Regions from separate parts of the Mus musculus genome. Here region 1 is linked to region 2. A link is a contact called in public promoter capture Hi-C data. All regions are on one chromosome and are shown on one strand. The core of a region is the stretch at or near the end of the contact, and the rest is flanking DNA. Distances in the headings are between cores, read along the strand shown.

Region 1 (5,420 bases), core at 1,570-4,069, 190 kb after region 2:
ACATGCAATGCAGGCAAAACAGCTGTACACATACAATAAAAATAAAAAACAAAATTTTCTCCTAAAATTGGATGACTGTCAATCCATCAGTACCTGTAATTGTGTGATTCATCATGAACACCACAGACTTCCAGTCTCTTTTGCTACTTTTAATGTGTGTGGAACTGCACATTACACAGCTCTAGTTTGTCAATAATGTAATTGCCCATGAAGATGCTATCTTGGAGCTTCTTCCTATTATGTTTTGCTGTGGGTTAAACAATCAAATTTCATTTTGTTCTATGATAGTAGACTTTACTTTAGGTTTCAAAAAATTATTTCAGCATGAAATAAATATTAGCAAGAGGACAAACACTACCAAGTCGAATACATGAATAATATGGATGACAAAGTTATGGAGGATATGCTTGGGATAGTTTTTGATAAAATGGACAAGTTAATTTAGGGCAAGTCACTTCCCCAATGCTTTTCATCCTAGCCCTTTAGGGTCATGTTTAGCATTTAACAGAGCCATGCATTGTCAAGGTTTATTGAATTAAAGTGTGAAGTGCAGAAAGCTGGAAATTATATGGGTTCTAGGAGACCACTGACATGAGGTCAAGTCAATCTCTCTTCAGATCTATCAGGGGTAGTCTCCACGTAATGAAGATTTTGAAAATCGAGTATAGCTTCCCTCGGGCATACGGTCTCAACCTTTTCCTATTTCTGACCTATTCTGAGTGACCTACAATGCTGCCCATATTTTCTACTTGGCCCTTACATAAATGTAACATGGCACCATTCAAATGAAAATAGTGAGACAGGGTAAGCAGATTCTCCTTGGGTGCCAGAGTAGCATGTTATTGTAGAGTTAAGCAGGAGTCTGACTCGCAGGAAAAAAAGGACAGGAGGATGAGAATGAGTATGATGATGATGATGATGGTAAGGAGGAGGAGGAGGAGGAAGATACAGGCATAGAAAATGAAGGCAGAGTTACCAGGTTCTCATTTGCCTACAGCAGATCATCCACTTTTCTCCACTCATGATGCCACACCTGTGCAATTTCTACCTTAACGTTTCTACTCCATTAGCTCACTTTAAAGAGCATTTAAAAAAAAATAGCATCATGCAGACACACCAAGGCTGATATGTGTATAAACTCACAGAGACTGTGACAACACACACATTACCTACAGAGTCAAAGCAGAAAAGAGTGCTCATCTTAAAGGGAATAAAAGATAGTCTATTTAGGATCCATTTTTAGTGACCATGGCCCAGGAACACAAATTTTATGCTCCTACATGGAAGCAGTTTTAGTTTTACAGAACAGAGAAAATAATGAATCGAGACATGTAAAACACATCTGTGGGAATACCATAAAGGCAATTCAGGAAGATGGGGCAGGTTTTCTTACAGGTCTCATCTGATGACTTTCTTGTTTTTTAGGTTGGTAGAAGCTAGTATCAGCCAACAGATTTCATTCTTTTTAAAAATCTCTCATGGGATTTTAGTTCTGACACAAAGCTGACTAAGGAATGGCAGTTGGAGTACATAGGAGACTAAAACTAGACTAAGATAAGGTAGTTAAACTCTGGACCTGCAACATTCCAATTTTGCTACAGCACTAAAATTCTAATCAGTCTCTGCCACACCCGGCCCCCCACCCCCAGGAGTTTTCATTCACAACAGGTTCAAGCAAGGGGGAAAAAAAAAAAAACAGTACAAACTAGGGGTTAGAGATTACAAAGTTCCATTCCTAACCAAAAGGCATGTACAACTGATAACTGATAATACTGGGAAAGGTAAAATCAATTTTCCCCTATGGAGTATCAACCACACTTCTGGGAAGGCCCCATGCCCAGAAGTAACTGGCCAACACAAAATTGTGTGTTTGTGAGTGTGTGTGCGAGCGTGCATGTTTTGTTACTTTTTTATGTTTGACTTTATTTAAATCTTTGACAGCAAGGACCTCTGAAATTCCTAAAAGCATCTACCAAAAGCTGAAGACATTCCTGGGAAACTCGGGAGCTTTGGGAAACTGTCTTTCAGCCGAAAGTGTTATGTATATTTAAAGGTGGACACTAATACTTTCTGCAATACAAGTTCATAGTCCTCACGATACAACTAAAATAAAAACAAAGCCCATGTACCAGGGTAAAGTACTGTCCAGCTACTTAAAAATGGGTTTGGATCAGACACAGCCAACGTGGGAAAGGGGCGGAGTTTTCCCCTGGCAGCGTTCAAACCCTCAACAAACGGTTCTGTGCAAAGCCACACCGCAGAATGCAGAGTGCCAATATCCTGACAAAAATAAAGGGTAAAGCTCAAATTAAGCGCTTTAAAAGTCCGTAATATAAGCCTTTCCAAATCCTTAGATGCCATTAGCTGTCACGGGTAGCCTCGAGTGGGTAACGATGCAAGGACTGACACTGGCTGGGAATCAATGGCGAGAAAGCAGCTCGAGACTACCTTGTACATCGCTAACGTTCCAGAGATTTCCAGAAACTGAATTTACAGCCAGAAACCAACTCCTGTGAGAGGGAAGCAACAAAACAGACAAAAACCTGCTAAGACACCAGTTTAATGTCCGCCCGGCGAGGCCTGCAAGCGATCAAAGATGGAGAAATCAGCACATGCCTCCCGCAACAACGCCCTCCTAGTACGCAAGCGCTCGCGCGCCCGCGCGGAGGCCCCGCCCCTCGCGTGCACGCCCAGACCAGGCGCGCGCAGCGGAAGTTACCGCCTCCAAGGCCCCTCCTGGCTCTTCCGCCACGAGGCCCCGCGTTCGCAGTCCGGTTCCGGTTGTAGCTCCGCCCCCGCGCGGGAACACGCTAGAAGGCTGGATATCCGGGCCAGGAGGCTCGCGGAGCCCTCACTTCCGGTGGTGTCTCAGCCCAGCTCCCTTGAGGCGCAGGTTCTGGCTCTCGGTGCGGTAGCGCCATCTGGCGCCGAGTGTTCCCCGGACTGCGGAGGGGCGCGCTTCCTCCCTTCAGAACATTCCAGAGACACCGCGGCGGCCGGGGTAGGCTTTATGCGCTCCGCCAGAAGGGCGGGACCCAAGACTCCTCCTCCACCGAGTTCCCGCGCGGGAAGGGTTTTGCGGTTACCCTGAGCGGAAATGGTTGGAGTCTGGAGCGGGAACGGACCTCACGCGGGAGGAAACCGGCCTTTTCCCGTCTTTTCAAGTCCTGGCGACACAGTTCCTGCCCCACTGGCTCTCCTTTTTTGTTTCCTCCTTTCTGGGCACTGTGCTTCGGTTCTTCACTCGGCGTGGACCGAGGTCCTCCATGTCCCGCTTTGCAGAGAGGAGGCTTTACTTTGTAGCCTTTCGTTAGCCTGTGTTGGAGAAAAGCTTTTGCTCCATTACGTCTGTTAAGCTGGGGTGTTGCGAAAACGAGCAGTATCGGGGATTAAACATTAGAAGAATGATAATAGGTTTTTAAAACAAGACAGTCTCACCAGGTTCATCTCAGAACTGTGAAATTAACGCTGTGGCTGTTATGCCGTATTTCCTTTAGATAAGGGAAAACGAGTTTCCACCAGAGCTAGAAAGTGAACATAACTTTCCTCTTAAAAGAATTCATGTTTAAAAAAGTCCAGATGTAATACACTTGGAGCACTGTTAGCTATTGTGAGTTATTGTGTATCAAGATGCACAGTGCGAGCCAGTGAGATGTCCCTTAGAAGTCAGAGATCTGCGGTCACTTGTCTCTGGACCTTTCTCCCCCACTACAGCAGTATTTTCCCTACCTGTGCATGCATTTGAGTTCAGAAGGCTTTTAAGAGGCCAGTTCACTAGAGTTTAGAACTGGGAGAGGTGATATGGAAGGAGAGCTAGGTGACTAAGGCCCACAGTTGGAATAGTTTAAAGAGTTCAGGAGAGCTCTTCGCTGTTATTGCTGTTTTGACACATTAACCCGACAGATTAGTAGCCTTTCTAGCAGGTGCCAAGGGAGCAAACTAAGCGCTAAAACCATAAAGTTTGTACAGTCACACATTCGGGAAGCAAGTTCATATAATATACTCTGTTGTAGAGGGTGCTGTAACACCAGGTATACAAAATTTCTCAATTATGTCATCTCTGTTCTTCAGAGTTTCTTGAAAATAGTAACTCAAAAAATCACTTCAACAGACATTTAAATTTTTACACCCAGGAAGGTAACATTTTAAAAATCCCTTTCCTTTTGTAACTTCTTTATAGTTTCTTCTTTTCACTAAGTCATTGCCCTTTACCCCTACTGTGTCATTTAAAATGTACAGAATGCTTTAATGCTTTCTGTTTGTGTGTGTGCGCGTGTATGTGCGCGCGCGTAAATAAGTTTTTGTATTCTGAGTTTGACAATGGCATTTGACCCTAACCATCAGTAAAATGCATTGCTCTCTGTAACCATTCCCTTTGTCCCCAATAGAAATACAGATATTCCTAGATAGGCTTGTCGTGTTCATAGCTATGTTGCTCCTAAAAGTGATTTTCTAGTACTAAAAAGGTTAGATTGTTTACTGAAGTGTGAGTGAGTACTATAAAGACTGTATTACCTTTAATTACAAGTTAGTGTATCTAACTGTGAAGATAAGTGAAATAGTATTTTTATAATGACTCAGACTTCCATTACAAGGCACTAGAGAGATGGCTTGGCTAAGTCTGGTCTCCAATGGCACCAGGCATGCACATGGCATACAGACATATATGCAGTCAAAAAACGCATATACATAAACTAATGATAAAACAAAATTGGCTGTTCTAACTCCATTGTTTTTACTAACAAAATAGAGGAAAATTCAGATTCAGAGATCCCTCCTTCCCTCTCTCTCTCTTCTTTCCTCACTAACCTGAATGAGTCGCCATTTAAAGGGTCAGAGGGAGGTAGCAGGGGAGAGCGTGGGGCTTAACCTATTTTCAAATAACTATTCATACTAATGAAACAAAGCACACATCCTTTTCATTTTAAACCAGTCTTGTAAAAATGGAGCACATACATGTTCATTAACATTACTTGCTGTATTTTGAGTCCTTTATTATAGTTGTTAGTGAATATTTATTTACTATGGCTATTAACATCACCATTTATTCAGGGTAATTTTGTCAGTAGGCATTATATGAAATGATACTGAAATTTACTTTCAATATTGTTTGGTGATATTTGACACAGAAATTAGGACTTCTTCATCAGGCTTTCTTTGAACTGAAGTTTCCAGGCTCAGTGTGGTGGAGCACATCTGCAGGCTAAGCACCCAGGAGACAGAGGCAGGGGGATCATGTCTCCAAAAGCATTTTTAAAAAGTAATTTCTAATATTAATTTCTTTGTGGTTCCATTTTTCTTTAGTTCATGTTTCTTAAATTTTCTTGTGTAATGAACATCTGTACAAGGAAGCAGTTTTTAAAAAGGAAAAAAATAAGCTTATCCACCAATGTTTTAACGATTCTGTGCTATGGTCAGTG
Region 2 (5,228 bases), core at 267-2,766:
TGAAGGAAACGGTTTTGGCAAGCCATGAGCTTAGGTATTCCTCCACCAAACAGGCCCCTTTGGTCTTTGTTCATGTCCTCCCTCCAGTTCCCGCCACTGAATTCAGACTTACACAGCCTTTCCAAACCATAACCAGATGCACTGAGCACTTTTCAGAGACTTCATTTGAGTCTTGCTAAGTAGTGACTGTCTCCTCAAATCCAGCCAGGATAGGCAAACAAATAGTTAAAGCAAATAGAATAAAACGGATATTGAAACAGAGTACAGAATGAGATGTGTCTACACACTGTGTGTTTGCTGTCTTCTGCTCTTCTCTCATAAGACTTGAGCTAGGAGGTGACTATGAAGAGTCAAACCATCTGGGCAGTGTAACCCCAGCCTCCTTTTGTCCCCTCAAAGTCGTACAAGCAGCTAAGATCTGAGAACATGCCTAAAGGCCTCCCAACTTGCTTGGCGACACTGCACAGGATCTTAGCCTTGGGCAGTGAGCTGGCCTTCCATAAACCCAAAAGCCTACCCTTTACATTGCCCTGTCACAGTCCCTCACACTGTGACACAATATCTCCTGTTTTAAAAGGTGTTGCTTTGCTAATGGTTACAGGAAATTGTTCATGAAGGATGAAACAATGCTTAGTCAAGTAAAAGTACCAAATGATGTCCGTGACCCTTCAGAGCTCATGAGAAATGAGAGGGGAAAATTAGAATTCACAATGACCTCAGTGAGTGAGACAGTTACTCATCATACATTAAGCCTATAAAACAATTTTAAAGGAAGCTGAGAATTTAGGAGAATGACTTGGGAACCAATTTAAAACAAACCAGTGCTGAAGTGGCACATTCTTTCCAGGTCCTTGGGGAGTTCTGTGAATCACTGGTTTTGGAATAGAAGCAAGCTTTGTGCTTAACCCAGGACAGCAGAGAATAGAGTCAAGCTCTCCAGTGATCCCTATAGCAGAGACCTACTGGAGAGCCAATCAAGAGTTGGAGTACCACACATTCATTTCAGTTAATTTTTCATTCATTTTCCCCCTCAGTAACACTGCTGATGGGCAAGAGCTGATCCTCCCATCTCATTATCAACCATCCCCCCCTCCCCAGACAGTGGTCTGGTGGGGAAGTGAAAGCACTTGGGACTCCCTACCTAGGACAGAGTATCCTAAAAGCCAGGCCTCCTGCCTCTTTGAGCTTGCCTCACTGGTGGGGTCTTTCCTCCTAAAACATAGCCTTCCTTCTCTAGGCTCACACCACTCCTGGGTTTTCTACCCTGCGGATGCCTCACCACAACAGGTAACTTGTATTTGGAAGACAGACATTCCTTAGTGCTGTCTGTTGTTTTAGAACCTTGACTAGCCTGGAACAATCTCAAAATGAATACAAGAGAGCACTCCTCAACTTAACCTTTTCTGCTTAAAAGAAAAAACAAAACAAACAACAACAAAAAACCCTCCCCTGAGAGCTCTGTGGCACAGCCAGCTTACCAGTCTCCTCATGTAAACAGCGGTGGTGCGGCAAGGGAGGAGGTCTGTTTATTATTTTTGATCCTGTTTTGCTTCTGGCAAAATTTCTCAAACAGTCTAAGTTGGCAGAGCACTGATTGCTTCTTCTGACGAGCTACTGTTCGGCAGCTACAACTGGGACCATTCTGGAATAAGGTCGGAGTTGTCCAATGTGCAGGGGGAAAACAATCCTCCACACAAGACTTCTTTCTGTAAATCAGGACCCTCTTATAAGTCACTCTTTCTCAGCATTATAGAGCCAGGGATTTTGAGGGCTGCTGTCCCCAGACCAGCACAGGCTCAATTCAAGTCCCATGTGATCAGCTCCTGTCTGAAAAGACCCACTGTGAAGGCACAGGAGTCTCAGCCTGGGAGCCCCTGGGGAAGTGTAGGGGAGGCTGGGCACTCCACCAGGCACTTTTTATGGAGAAAGGCAGCATTCTAAAAGGTAGAAAGTGGGAAGGTTAGGCCAAGGGTAGAGGAAATTTTTCTTTTCCCTCTTTTTGGGCCAGGGCCTACCTAACCACACTATCCAGCCTCTGGCAAGAAGTCCTGCTGTCCTGACATTTACTTTGGACGCAGAGTTCTTGATAAAGAGCAGCCAACTCTGGGAAGGCAGCGGGAGGGCAGAAAGAGGGTGTTAGTGTAGGGTGGTCACAAGCTGGTTGTAGCTGAATGATGTTCTCCAGCAATGGGGGGAGAGGGGAGGAGGGGCCAACTGTGTCTATAATGACAAAGAACAAACACTCAAACCATCTTTGGGTCCAAGTAAACAATGTCTACTTATAATTAGAAGGAGGATGGGGATTGGCAGTGGTGAGCAACATGGGCTCTTAGCTCACCCAGACTTGAGTTCAGAGTACAGTTCAAGCACTCACTGGCTGTGGGACATCAGGAAAGTTCATTTAACACCATAGAGCCTTCATTTATGCATCTAAGAAAAGGGAGGGGTGAGTGCAAGGTGTGAGGCTCAATCTTGCTTATTTTCCAAAAGGGTAAACTCAGGTCTTAATGAAAACACAATAGGAGAATCATTTCCAACCACACTGGACTCCTTGAAGACAGTTGGTAGATTAACCCTGGGAAGGCTCTAGAAGGTAGCTTCGAGACTACTGTTGCTAAGCTTAGAAATGAGAAGTACTCCAAAACTTAAGATGTATAATGGGAAATATAAAGACTAAATGGCTGACTCCAGTCTGAATGTTTCATCTTCGTGCATACAGATGTTAGCAAACTTTGCAGATCACTTGCCTGTCCACATGGCACCCTGAATATTTTTTTCTACAGCTATGACAGCATGGTAATGTGAAGCAGGGCTCCCCCCAAGGCTATGGGTCCACCTGCAAGGCTCAAGCAGACTGAAGAAGAGTGACTGTCAATGAGATGAAAGGACCTTGTCTACACCCTCTGTCGTTCTTGGCACTGATGAGCTTCAGTGTCCAGAGCAGGCTCTGAAAAGGTAACCAACAATACAATGACCAGAGCCACAGGAGAAAGGCTCACATGAAGGAAACAGAACCAGAGCAGCCTCGTGCAAACCATGGCTGGGAATCTGGAGGCAGGGGAGGAGGGAAATGTGGACTCTGAAACAACTTCTTGTCTTAGTTAGTTAATGTTTGACCACTGCAGGTGCCTGCTGCCAGGCGTCCTTATTCTGTCAGGTGAGTTTACATTAGCCCGCCACAGAACCAGTCATGGAAGTATGCTTTTCTGTGCCACAGGATTCCATTGCAAAGCAATGATTTGGGGGAAATGAGATTAGGAACGTTTAAACTTGTAACGGGCCAACAGTGCTCTTCTTACACACCACAGGCTAACAAGTTAAAAAAAAAAAAAAAAAGACCAGTGCCAGGAGCAAGATAGTTCTTTGGGGATTGTTGGTCAGTGATGTCCCTCTGTCCCACCAAGGCCATTGGTAACTCTCAAGATCTCAATGACATGATCCTGTTGCTGAAGACACCACACACTCAAGTTCTAGAACATGGATAAAACAAGCTGGTGCTGACCTGGAAGCTCCACTGTACTCCCTAGCTTTCAGAAACATTTTAGACTAGAAAGACTTATTCATGGTTTTTCATGTCTCACAAAAACAGACTGTAGGGAGCAAGGCTTCCTAATCAGTGACGGTGAAACCAATTCACACCTGGATGTATTCACACATGAATATATTTACACAGGTATGTCTTCAATGAGACAATGAGCTTAGAATTGTTCCCCCAACTGTCAAGCCACTAAGAGGATGCTGCATAGCCTTCTGGGTTCATTTCATGTCATACGTAAACGTCAAATATTACATCCTATAAAATAAGGGTTTTATAAGGCTCAAAATTAACATTATGTCATAATGAATGCAGAAGGCTGTATGTACTGATTTTCTGTCTTTAGGAATATCTATCTTGAGGGGATTAAAAGTATATATTTTCTATTTAAAAAAAAATCAATGAACCAGAAGCTTTCATACGTTGTATCTGTCAAAATGTCAATAAATTTACTTCTAAGAATAAATCTCAACAAATATCATATTCCTGTTTCTTTTTTCTTAGCTGAAGGATACAATAAATATAAAGAATATTCTCTAATTAATGGGGATGACAGTCTTAAGCGAAGAAAACTATTAAAATCTTTTAAAAACTTATTGGAATTAGCATGGAAAACAGAGCTCAGTTTTTAATTTGTCAACTGGGCATTAAGTCTCTTCTGGCTACACATTAAACAGGGGATCAATATCAAGGGTTTGGAAAGAACTGCAAAAACTAAACAGGAAAAAGCCCTAAACCATCCTCCAATCAATAGGTGAGCTGATGAACTGAAGAACAGGTCTTAAAAAGAGATACAAATGGCCAATAAATACTCAAAAAATATTCAATATCCTCAACCACCAGAGACACACAAACTAGAACTGCTTGGAGATCCCATCTAAGTCCAGCGAGGATGAATGGCTGTCGCCAATAAAACAAATGGCAGCAGATGCTTCTGGAACATGGGAAAAGGCAGATAGATGCATGCTTACCACTGGCAGGGACTCACCACCCATGCAGTCACTAGGTAAACCAGTCTAGAGAGCCTTCTGGAAACTACAAATAGAGGAGCCATGGTCTATTTCTTAATTAGTGATTAATGAGGGAGGGCCCTGACCACTATGGATGGGGACAAGCCAGTAAGCAGCACCGCCACCCCCATGGCCTCCGCATGGTCATATGAGAAAGGCTTCAAAATCAACATCTAGCAGAGACACTTTATACCTATGCTTGTTGCTGCACTGTTCAAAACAGCTATGAAGAAAGAAAACTAGCCTAGCTATCACTAATAAACGAACGAATGGACATTGAAAATAGGATACACATACACAATGGACCTTTATTCAGCTGCAAAAAAAAAAAAAAGAAAAAAGAAAAAAGAAATTGTGACATTTGCAAGAAAAATGGATGAAACTGAAATTCACTACAATTCAGCCAAATAAGTCAGAATCAGGAACACACCATGTTTCCCTTATATATGGTACTTGGACTTAAAAGTATGTGTATGGTTGAGTATGTGCATGTGTGTCTGTGTGCTGGTTAGTTTTGTGTCAACTTGACACAAGCTAATGTCATCTGAGAGGACAGATCCTCAATTAAAAAAAATGCTTCCATAAGAATAGGGCTATAGGCATGCATGTTAGTTATTTTCTTAATTAGTGATTAATGAAGGAGGTCCCAGACCATTGTGGATAAGTACACCCCTGGGCTGGTG

What was found. Promoter capture Hi-C pulls out the DNA fragments that hold promoters and counts their contacts.
Region 1: a contact with region 2 is called in a promoter capture Hi-C map of liver, with 4 times the contacts expected there. The contact joins the promoter of 1700028E10Rik here to the enhancer-like site in region 2. A contact is called at or near these places in 6 of 39 promoter capture datasets (the 3T3-L1 cell line, 3T3-L1-derived adipocytes, hippocampal neurons and 2 more), 1 of 15 datasets of contacts at CTCF or cohesin (the NIH/3T3 cell line), 18 of 484 Hi-C or Micro-C datasets (the AML12 cell line, the C2C12 cell line, the Patski cell line and 11 more) and 15 of 115 datasets of contacts at active chromatin or transcription factors (the NIH/3T3 cell line, bone marrow-derived macrophages, embryonic basal ganglia and 11 more).

The regions. Positions count from the first base shown.
Region 1 is chr5:151,365,856-151,371,275 of GRCm38.p6, forward strand. 1700028E10Rik (RIKEN cDNA 1700028E10 gene) reads left to right here and starts at 2,820. Exons shown (of 4, transcript NR_045700.1): 1 at 2,820-3,001. It also overlaps a transcript of Stard13 not described here.
Region 2 is chr5:151,173,130-151,178,357 of GRCm38.p6, forward strand. All of the region lies in intron 1 of Stard13 (StAR-related lipid transfer (START) domain containing 13), which reads right to left. Among named protein-coding and RNA genes, the nearest start is that of Stard13, 14 kb to the right of the region's middle. Within about 2 kb of position 1,517, at least 79 of the 459 cell types and tissues checked have an H3K27ac peak or open chromatin away from gene starts, as enhancers often do. A contact at or near this core is called in the C2C12 cell line, cerebral cortex, embryonic fibroblasts and 6 more, where this site is marked.